Linked DNA regions of Mus musculus: region 1 is linked to region 2. Evidence: chromatin contacts called from public promoter capture Hi-C data. All regions are on one chromosome and are shown on one strand. The core of a region is the stretch at or near the end of the contact, and the rest is flanking DNA. Distances in the headings are between cores, read along the strand shown.

Evidence for each region. Promoter capture Hi-C pulls out the DNA fragments that hold promoters and counts their contacts.
Region 1: a promoter capture Hi-C map of stem cell-derived epiblast-like cells shows a contact between it and region 2, with 6 times the contacts expected there. The contact joins the promoter of Gcc2 here to the promoter of Smpdl3a in region 2. A contact is called at or near these places in 17 of 39 promoter capture datasets (the 3T3-L1 cell line, HPC-7-derived erythroid cells, cranial neural crest and 9 more), 6 of 484 Hi-C or Micro-C datasets (CD4 T cells, CD8 T cells, Sertoli cells and 3 more), 7 of 115 datasets of contacts at active chromatin or transcription factors (astrocytes, bone marrow-derived macrophages, differentiating embryonic stem cells and 4 more) and 3 of 9 other capture datasets (embryonic stem cells, liver and pancreatic islet).

The regions. Positions count from the first base shown.
Region 1 is chr10:58,252,642-58,256,959 of GRCm38.p6, forward strand. Gcc2 (GRIP and coiled-coil domain containing 2) reads left to right here and starts at 2,885. Exons shown (of 23, transcript NM_027375.2): 1 at 2,885-2,930; 2 at 3,188-3,241; 3 at 4,179-4,263. The coding sequence starts at 2,925. It also overlaps Gm9919.
Region 2 is chr10:57,792,160-57,796,556 of GRCm38.p6, forward strand. Smpdl3a (sphingomyelin phosphodiesterase, acid-like 3A) reads left to right here and starts at 2,385. Exons shown (of 8, transcript NM_020561.2): 1 at 2,385-2,625. The coding sequence starts at 2,523.

The DNA.
Region 1 (4,318 bases), core at 1,635-4,134, 460 kb after region 2:
CCAGGTGTTATTCTCTCAATGCACTTGTATTTGCTTAAGGTAACTATAAATGTTACCTCATGTCTTGCTTGCTTTTTTGAAAAGTGCTTTGTTTTAATTACTCTTAAACCTGGAGTCCCCTGGACATCCCATATAAATCTTTTCACATAACCTTCAATATGCAAAGACTTAGTCTCTCTGACCAGGGTAGGTTAGCAATAATTACATTTCTCCCTTTTCATTTCTCCCTCAAAACCCTTCTAATATAACCTTCTTTGCTCTCCATCAAATTCATGGATTTTTTCATAAGTTGTTATTGCATGCATATATGTACAAAATACATATATATTCCAAAATATAGCCTCTTTAGTTCATGTTACTTGTATTATGTTTTCAGGACTATTTGGTACTGGACAACCAACTCATGTACCCTTCCTTGGGAAGGACCACCTCTCTGATTCCCAGCTCTCCTCAGATACCTGTAGTTCTTTATGTGGAGTGGAGGCCTAATGCTCTCTTCTCTTCCCACTTTGCCATGTCCACCGATGTCATCCTTGTTCATTCTTGGGCAGTCATGTTGGTGAGATTACATTCTGGCATTACTAGGAGACAGAATCTCACACCATACTTCCTGATTCTCTGCCTCTCAAAATCTTTCCACCCCTTCCTCCTCAATTTTCTCTGAGCCTGAGGTGTGGGAGTATTTTGTAGCCAGATCCCTTGGGACTGAGCTCCATACTCTGAATACTGATAGACTGTGGGTTTCTTAGTGGCTCCACCTGTTGCAAAGAAAAGTTTCCTTGATGAGGGGTAAAGACTATACTCATCTGAGGGTACAAGTATTTATATTGCTGGGGGTTATGCTGGCTTAGTAAATTAATGGTTGTAGACTCTCCTCCAACAACCACAACTTAAGTAGCACTGAGTAGTTAGGTTGGTTTCCATGAGGCATGGCTTCCCTCTTGTTGAGCAGGTCTTAAGTCAAATTAGTCCAATGAAGTCCAAGGCATACTTGTCATACTGAACTCTGATTACCAGGCTGTGCTGGTGGATGTGGTTCAAAGGTGGCATAGCCGGAAAGGACTGTTGTTCCCTTCTCTGGAAGCTTACATGGTGCCTTCAGGTACCAAGAAACCTAGTCCTCAGGGAGCTTATATTCAAATCGGTGCTAGCTCAGGGTACTGAAGCTGTTCTTATTTCAAGGGGTAAACAATTGTACTCTCTTTTGGGAATAGTTTACTCTTCAGCTCTTTTCAAGAACCTAATGCTTTTTACCTTGGGCTATTTTGCTGTTCTCCTTTCTCTGAATACAAAGTTAGGAGACCAGCATGATACAAATCATGATGTTTCAGTCAGAGGGCAATTTAAGATTTAAAAAAAAAATGTATCTACAGGAAAATCCCACCTCTAGACCCAGCTTCTCACTGAATTTAAATAGTGCAAGAAACCTGACGAACAGAAGGAATTTGGTCCACCACTGTAAAACTGAAAAAAATAACTGTTCCTGAAGGATCAGAGAAATAAGAGAGAAGGCACACAGCCGCTTGCTGGGCTGTGTATTGGGACTGAGGACTGACAGGGGGTAATGATTTTCTCCCCTCACGGTATTACCAGGGAATTTGATGTCTTTATATTTTGTAAAGGTCATGCCATATGACTTCCAGAAGCCATGATCAAAACCAACAAAAACACCTGGCTTTTCCCATACGGAACTTGGAAAACGCTCTGGCTCTACTTGGGGGTGAGGGCCCAACTGCTTGAAGGCCTATACCTGCAATTAGTGTATGTCTACACCTGGAAGTAGACAACCTGAAAAACCTGCTGAAAAACACCCTCTCACCTATGAAAATACAACATGTTAATTAATATTCGCCACCAGCGGCCACTTGCTCTGTCCTCTAGTTTATGTTTAGGCCAGGCTTAACTATAGAAAAATATCAGGCATTATTTTAGGGTCTAGGTCAGTCTAAACGTGTTCTATTAGACAATAACAACGAAAATCTATATTGTAGTATCTTCCTTCTCTAGAGTCCTCTGGGGTTTGGATTGGTTTTATCTTCCTTATCTTGCCTTCATCCCCTTGTGAGCAACTACAAGGAAAAAGAAGGCCTGCAGGACTCTTGACAGAACCTGGAATCTCTTTACCCTGTCTTCTCTCATTCGTAACCACAAGGGAGGGCCCTCATCAGACTAGTCACGTGTACCTTCCCACACTGTGACCTCGATGGGTTCTTTGAAGTGAATGCTGGAATTCAGTCTGAGTTATCCTTTTTTATGCAACCAGGGTTACCAGTCTGTGGAATGCTGCCACCCACAGTTACTGGGGGTCTCCATAGCTCAAGTAATCTAATCTAGATAAATTTCACATACATGTCTAGAGGCTCTCTCCTAGATGATTCTAGATCCTTTCAAGTTGACAATATAAACAACACGAGAAGCACCTCAGCCGGCAAATTAATATTTAGCAATACAGAGACAGCATGCCAGCATTTTGAAACTCCTGAGAAAGTAACGGATTCAGTAATTTATTCCTTATTACTACTCACAGAGGAACCTATTTTGAACATGACAGAATTAAAGTCACCTATAAAACTATTTGTTTCACATATGCCTGCTAGTCGGGATAGTTATATTTGTAAAGCACATCTTTAAAAATTAGAAAACGAAGTGATCAAAGGAACGTGTGCTCAAACCTGTCACCTGGCACAGGGTAGTAGTGCAGGGCGACTCAGCGCGTTCCGGCACCGGCCAGGGGACCTGCGCAAAGACGACTTCCTCCCGGACACCAAGGAGGAAGCGGAAGTGCCAGCTCTGCGTAGCCTTGGAGACGCGGGGAGGCGTAGTCGCCTCGTAACGAGACCTTTGACCCGCGCTCGGCAGCCTCGGAGGCGGAGCAGCCGAGACTCCTGAAGAGGCGGTGGAGGCAGCCGCGGGTCGCAGCCGCGATGGAGGTAACGGTGGGCGTCGCGCCGCCCCGCTGGCCCGCTGTGCCGCTCGAGGGGTGGGAGGGCATGGGAGCACCCTGTCCCCGCCCTCGCGCCCAGACCCCCGCCGCGGCGCTTGGCATTGAACCTGGTGCTGGCTCCGGCCGTGGCGACGGCCCAGCTCCGGTCCCTACCGCCTAAAGGGGTCCTCCTCTGCACAGATTTGTTTGGCCGCGCCTTGTACCTGGAATTGGGATGAGCTCTTTTTATGGTTTGTTTTACAGGATTCTGCTCCAGATGCCGTAGCTGCAGCACCCTCCGGGACCCCGAAATCCAAGGTGAGGAGAGCACTCAGCCGCCTGGTTCCCTGTAGCGCATAAGGTTAATGAATCGGAAAACTTTGGCATGGGGAGAATTATTTAAAAAAAAAAAAAAAAAAAAAAAAGAACTAACCTTTCCTCAGGGAGTTTCATTTTAATTTACTTACAGATTTCCTGTTCTTTTTTAAATTTCCTGATGTGCGAGCAGTTTGTTTACTTCCTGCTCCTTGTTAGCACGATGCTGTATTTCAAACATTTAGCTAGTCTGTTTAATGAAAGTTTACACAGTGACACGAAGCCGAGGGGATTAGATAAGAGGCAGGAAGAAGCAAGGAACTATATCCTGTTGGCTCCAGCTCCAGAGTTGAGGGTGGAATAAGGTTGTTCTTACAGCACTGTGCAATGTTTTATGCTAAGTGATTCAGAAAGGTAGGGGCACAATTTATTACCAAAATGTAGTGTTTGAAGACTGATTTCTAGGCATTTGCTGAAGTAACAGATTCTTTCAGGTAAGCTTCCTGAAATACGTATCTTCCCTATTCTCATTCTGCAGATGAGGAAACGTTGTGCACAAAGATTAAGTAATTTTCAGTTAGTAAACCCTAATATTTTAGTTGAAGTCTAAATGTGACCCGATTCACCTGTGAATGTAGTTATGTTGTTAGCTTCCAACAGAATGAGTTCTACAGCTCGAGAAATCTTGAGTTCCAAGCCCTTCTTGTACAGCTAGAGAACTCAGTGTTCTCTGTAAGAGTTTTGTGCTGGGGTTTTGGTTTGATTTTCCATTCACCTAATTACTTTTAGTTATTGAAGTTACGTTTCTCAATTTAAAAAATGTGACTGGCTCAACTGTTTAGAGTGTCTCTCTTTGGTTTTCGGCAGACACTGTGTTTCTTTTGGTGGCCGTACTAAAAGCATGGGTTTTAAAACTCAATAATACGACTCCATCTTTCAGCTAGAAACGTTGCCCAGAGAAGATCTCATCAAGTTTGCCAAGAAGCAAATGATGCTCCTGCAGAAAGCCAAAGCAAGGTGTACAGGTACTGGGTTTAAATCAGAGCTTTTCAGTAGACCACCATGCCTAGCCCTGCAGTT
Region 2 (4,397 bases), core at 1,135-3,634:
CACTTGATGAGAATGGACTAAATTTCTGAAACTATAAGCAAACACCAGTGAAATGTTTTCTGTTATATGTGTTGCCATTGCCTCGATGTCTCTTCACAACAATAAAACTAGTTTCATGGTTCATTACAACAGAGATGAACCACTGACAGTCATCAAAATTTATTTACTTATTTATTTATTTATTTTTGGGGCTTTTATCTCACATTTTCCCTGGTTCAGATAAAGACAAATGCATGGGGGCTGAAGACCTACAGGAGTAGGCTTACACTGCAGGTATATCAGCGTGTGGAACACTGAAGCCTTGAGCTTCTTCTTAGTGAGTAGAAAGGAGGCTGTGGCTTCCATTGCTCACTTAAAACATTATCAGTTTATGTTCTCAAGCATTTTAAAGGTTTCACAATGTGTGTGCTTCATATTTTGTCTTAACTGAAGTTATTTCACAACCAATTTACTTCCTATAACATGTCTTAGAAGTTGAAAAATAATGTTTGACAAGGCAAGACACTGCAGATGTTCCTCTATCTTGTATTCTTACTGAGGCCATTTCAGGCTTAACTAGAATTTGATCTCTTTAATGGAGAATCCACTGGGAATTTACCCGACTCTATTGTAGGACCAAAGGCCAAGATGCTGCAGCTAACTTATCGCTTCTGCTAAACAGCTTGCTTGTGCAAACCTACCTCTGCCAATGCAAAGTGAGATACCAGGATATGGTTTTTCTCTTTAAAAGACTTGCTCTGAATAAGCTTACATCCCGAACACTTGAACATAGTTCCAGCCAGCTGGCTTGCAATCGGCTCTCAACTGTGTCTGAATGATCATCTCTGGTTGGATCACAGTTATAATGAGCAAAACTGGTATTCTGATCATTAGTTCACTTTCTTTTAAAATGTTCAAGCTCTTGCTATCTTGCTGATCCATTTCTGCATTTCAAGCTCACCACCATTTCCCGGCTTTACTTTCCCTGTACTCTTTAGACTGTAGACTGAGAAATTGCAGAAGTGACCATGTCTGTTGCAGGGAAGCATGCATGGTTCTTGAACTGCTCTGAATCACCCCAATGATGTAGCAAAACTTGGAGGAGTCTACCAGGATCTGAAAGGAAACTTAGTGTCCATTAAAAAAAATTTATTCACAAGATATAATGTCTAAATCATGCAGATATAAAACAAAGTTTTTTTCCTCTGATGGAAAATAAATATATTTGTAAAATATAATGGTAAAAGTACCTAAAGAAAATACAAAAATAATGTATCCTAAGCCAAATATGTGTGATCCTAGGCTAAGAACACAGATCCTGGTTTCTCTAAATGACTGTTTCAACATGGAATAGGTTACAGAAACTTACAGTTATAGAACAAAGAAAATAATAAATCAATACACTTACCAGATATGTTCCTATTACAAAGAATGTAAATCTAAGTAGGTAAACTATAAAGTTTCAATGTAGTATTCTTAATTCTATAGTTGGAGGATATTGAAAAACCATTTAAGCTTAGTGACAGAGATACTCTTTTAATCATGAAAATGGTATGCTAGATACACAAATTAAGGCATTTGAGTATTAAAGAGGCCATGGTATCCCAAGACAATGTGGGTGTCCACCTAAAACACCCATCTTCCCATAATAAGTACCTTGAACTCAGCTAAAGCATAGTATTTTGTCAGGACCTTTTAACACAGCACGGCTTCCTCAAGACGCCACAGCTCACATCTTTTATGAGGTCAGCATCTCTCAAAGGTTTGCTCTTCTCCAAAGACACCCTACGTTTTATAAATTAAAGTTGTTGGCTATATTATAAAGAGAGCGCATTCTCATAAATTCCTAGAGAGAGAACAAAGAATACATATTACACACAGTCTGTGGGTTTTGGTGTCTTTGCCAATACTTATAAAACTTTTGGAATAGAAAAATCAACAGTCTCTATTTGTATTTACCAGGTAGGTTGCATGAGGACGTGCTTAACTCAGTTGTGGAAAGGAAAACGTTCAGCCTGGTGAACCTGGGACATAGTTTGCCGACTCCACCTATCTATCACCTTGGAGTACTATGAAGCCACACATGGCCAGCCCAGCTAATCTGTTCATTTATCAGCGGTGGCCTGAGGCTTGGGAGTTTACATTTCTGTCATAAATCCCAGGTAGCGAAACCATTGAGGAAATCCAAACCCATTCTTGTACTCGTTTGTCTTAACTATGATTCAGGGTTCTCCTGCCTTTTCAAGTACCTCTGCTAAATGGCCCTGTCAGGTAGGCGCTCCTGGGGTTCAGGGAAGGAAACAATACGGGGTTGGAGCAAGAACATTGTTTCCCATTGACCTAAGAAATTAAGGAAGCATATTAAAATAAAGGAGTCCAGAAGGTCAGAAGAACTCGTGCTCAGGGGAATCTAATATTACACGTGATCTGCTTGCTGGGCGTCAACACAAGGAAAGGCTCTGGCTTCCTCTCCACCCCTAGGGCCTGCGGGTCTCAGCGGCGCCCAAGCTCCAGTCTAGCGTCCTGGGGCAGTGGCCTCCACCATGGCGTTGCTGGGCAACTTCCTTTGCTGCCTACTGGTTGCCTGGCTCTGCGGCCCGGGGCTCGGGGTGCCCCTGGCGCCGGCGGATCGCGCCCCAGCTGTGGGTGAGTGGACCGATCGGGACTGCACAGGACGGTGGAGGGGGTCGGCGAAGTCATGAAGGTGCCGGGTGCGTAGGCAGCGGGGCACAGGACGCCGCCACACTGGTCACTGTGGCCAAAGGCCAGACAGCAAGGTCACTGGGTCTGAGTCATGGTGGGGGCGCCCCGTGGGCGCCAGTATGGAGCCGAGCCGCCTGCTGGGCGTTTGTTTACATCCCGGGTCTGGGTGGTTTAGTTCCCAGGGGAGGAAAGTCTGAAGCTGTTGTCTGGTGGGAAATGCCGCTCAGAATTGGCTGTGGGCATTCCCGGAGTCACCTAGTCTGCCCAGAGCAGAGGAGGACCTACAGGGTCCCTACACCTGGATGTAGCTTCAGTCCTATTCTGTTCTGCTCAGTGACGTCGGAGCCTAATTCTGCCTCTTCAGGTCTCCGAGGCGTCTGGTCTCTTTCGTTCTTAACATAAAACCCCTGAGCCCTTCCGCAGCCCTTGGTGCACTTGGGGTCTTGCGTTTGTGGTGTGTTCTGTTTACCGGGAGCCTATTACTCTGTTTCTGCAATCTTGGCCTGCCCTGCCCTGCCCTGCCCCCTCAGTCTCCTTCCACCCAGCAGTAGCAGCTGCCAAACTTGGTGGGAAAAAAAAAAATCGGTAAGTTAAGCCCCACTCCAAAATTACTGGATCCAGACCGGTGGGAATGGATTCCTGGGCACAGTTTAACACTCTTCATCCCTCTCAAATTAGAAAATCCCCGTCCAGACTGAATGTTTAGTAAGACTGTAGGTTGCCTTCTGGGTTTTAAAACTTAAGGTGACGCTCCCCTCCCCCATCTCCCTAGCTCCGTTTAAAAATAATTGCTCTAGTTGGGGGGTTTGTTTTGATTTGCAGAGAGAGCTATCCTTGAGACTTTCACCTGTGCTCAGAACTGAAACTCTCCTGCTGTCTGCCTCCTCTCCATGCCTGCCTCTGATCTGCACAGGACTTCCCTGAATGGGGTCCAGGGAATCCCTTCTCCTTGCTTATGAGTGAAGTACACCTGACTTAGCTGTCAAGCTTTTGCAAGCCACAGCTGTATGTCCGGTTTGTCAACTCTGGCAAATAACACCTGTAACAGAAATAGCCCCCAGAATGTGTACATATGTGGCTGCCTCGTGTTTTTATATTGCTGGAATTGTGCTATTTTAAATTTGTGACTGCTCCGGATTTTGACCTGGAAATGTCTCAGGCTGCACCACAGGTAAATTCGCCTTTGGTTTTAATGAATTAATTGCTGAAAGAAGTCATAAAACTTTGCCCGTGATCATGTGACTCTCCTTCTGATACCTTCCTGTTTTGGTAGCGGGAGGGAGAGAGAATAACCAGACCTGTTGACTCTGGTTTCACATTGCATGGATTATTTTACCTGCTTTCCACTTGACTAGAAGGCCTCTCTCCCCCTGGCCCCTTTGCACTTCCCTCCACAACTTCCACCCAGCCTGGCCTCTGCTTGTTTCCTAACTGTGTTTAAGTTCCCAGTCTTAGTTTTCCCCCTTGCCAAGTCCATGTGACTAGAGGACCACCACCCTGGGTGTTTGGCTTCATTTTTAAAAGATTTAGTAGGCTGTCACCTGCTGGTGTACTTAGCACACAGCAACTGACTTTATAAACAGATCAACCAACGCCCACTTAAACGACTACATACAATTGTCCATATAATTATGGTTCATTGGGTTTGCTGGGACAAATTATTAAGCATTCTTTGACTGAATTTTTTTTTCTGAAAATTTTGAGTATCTCTTTAA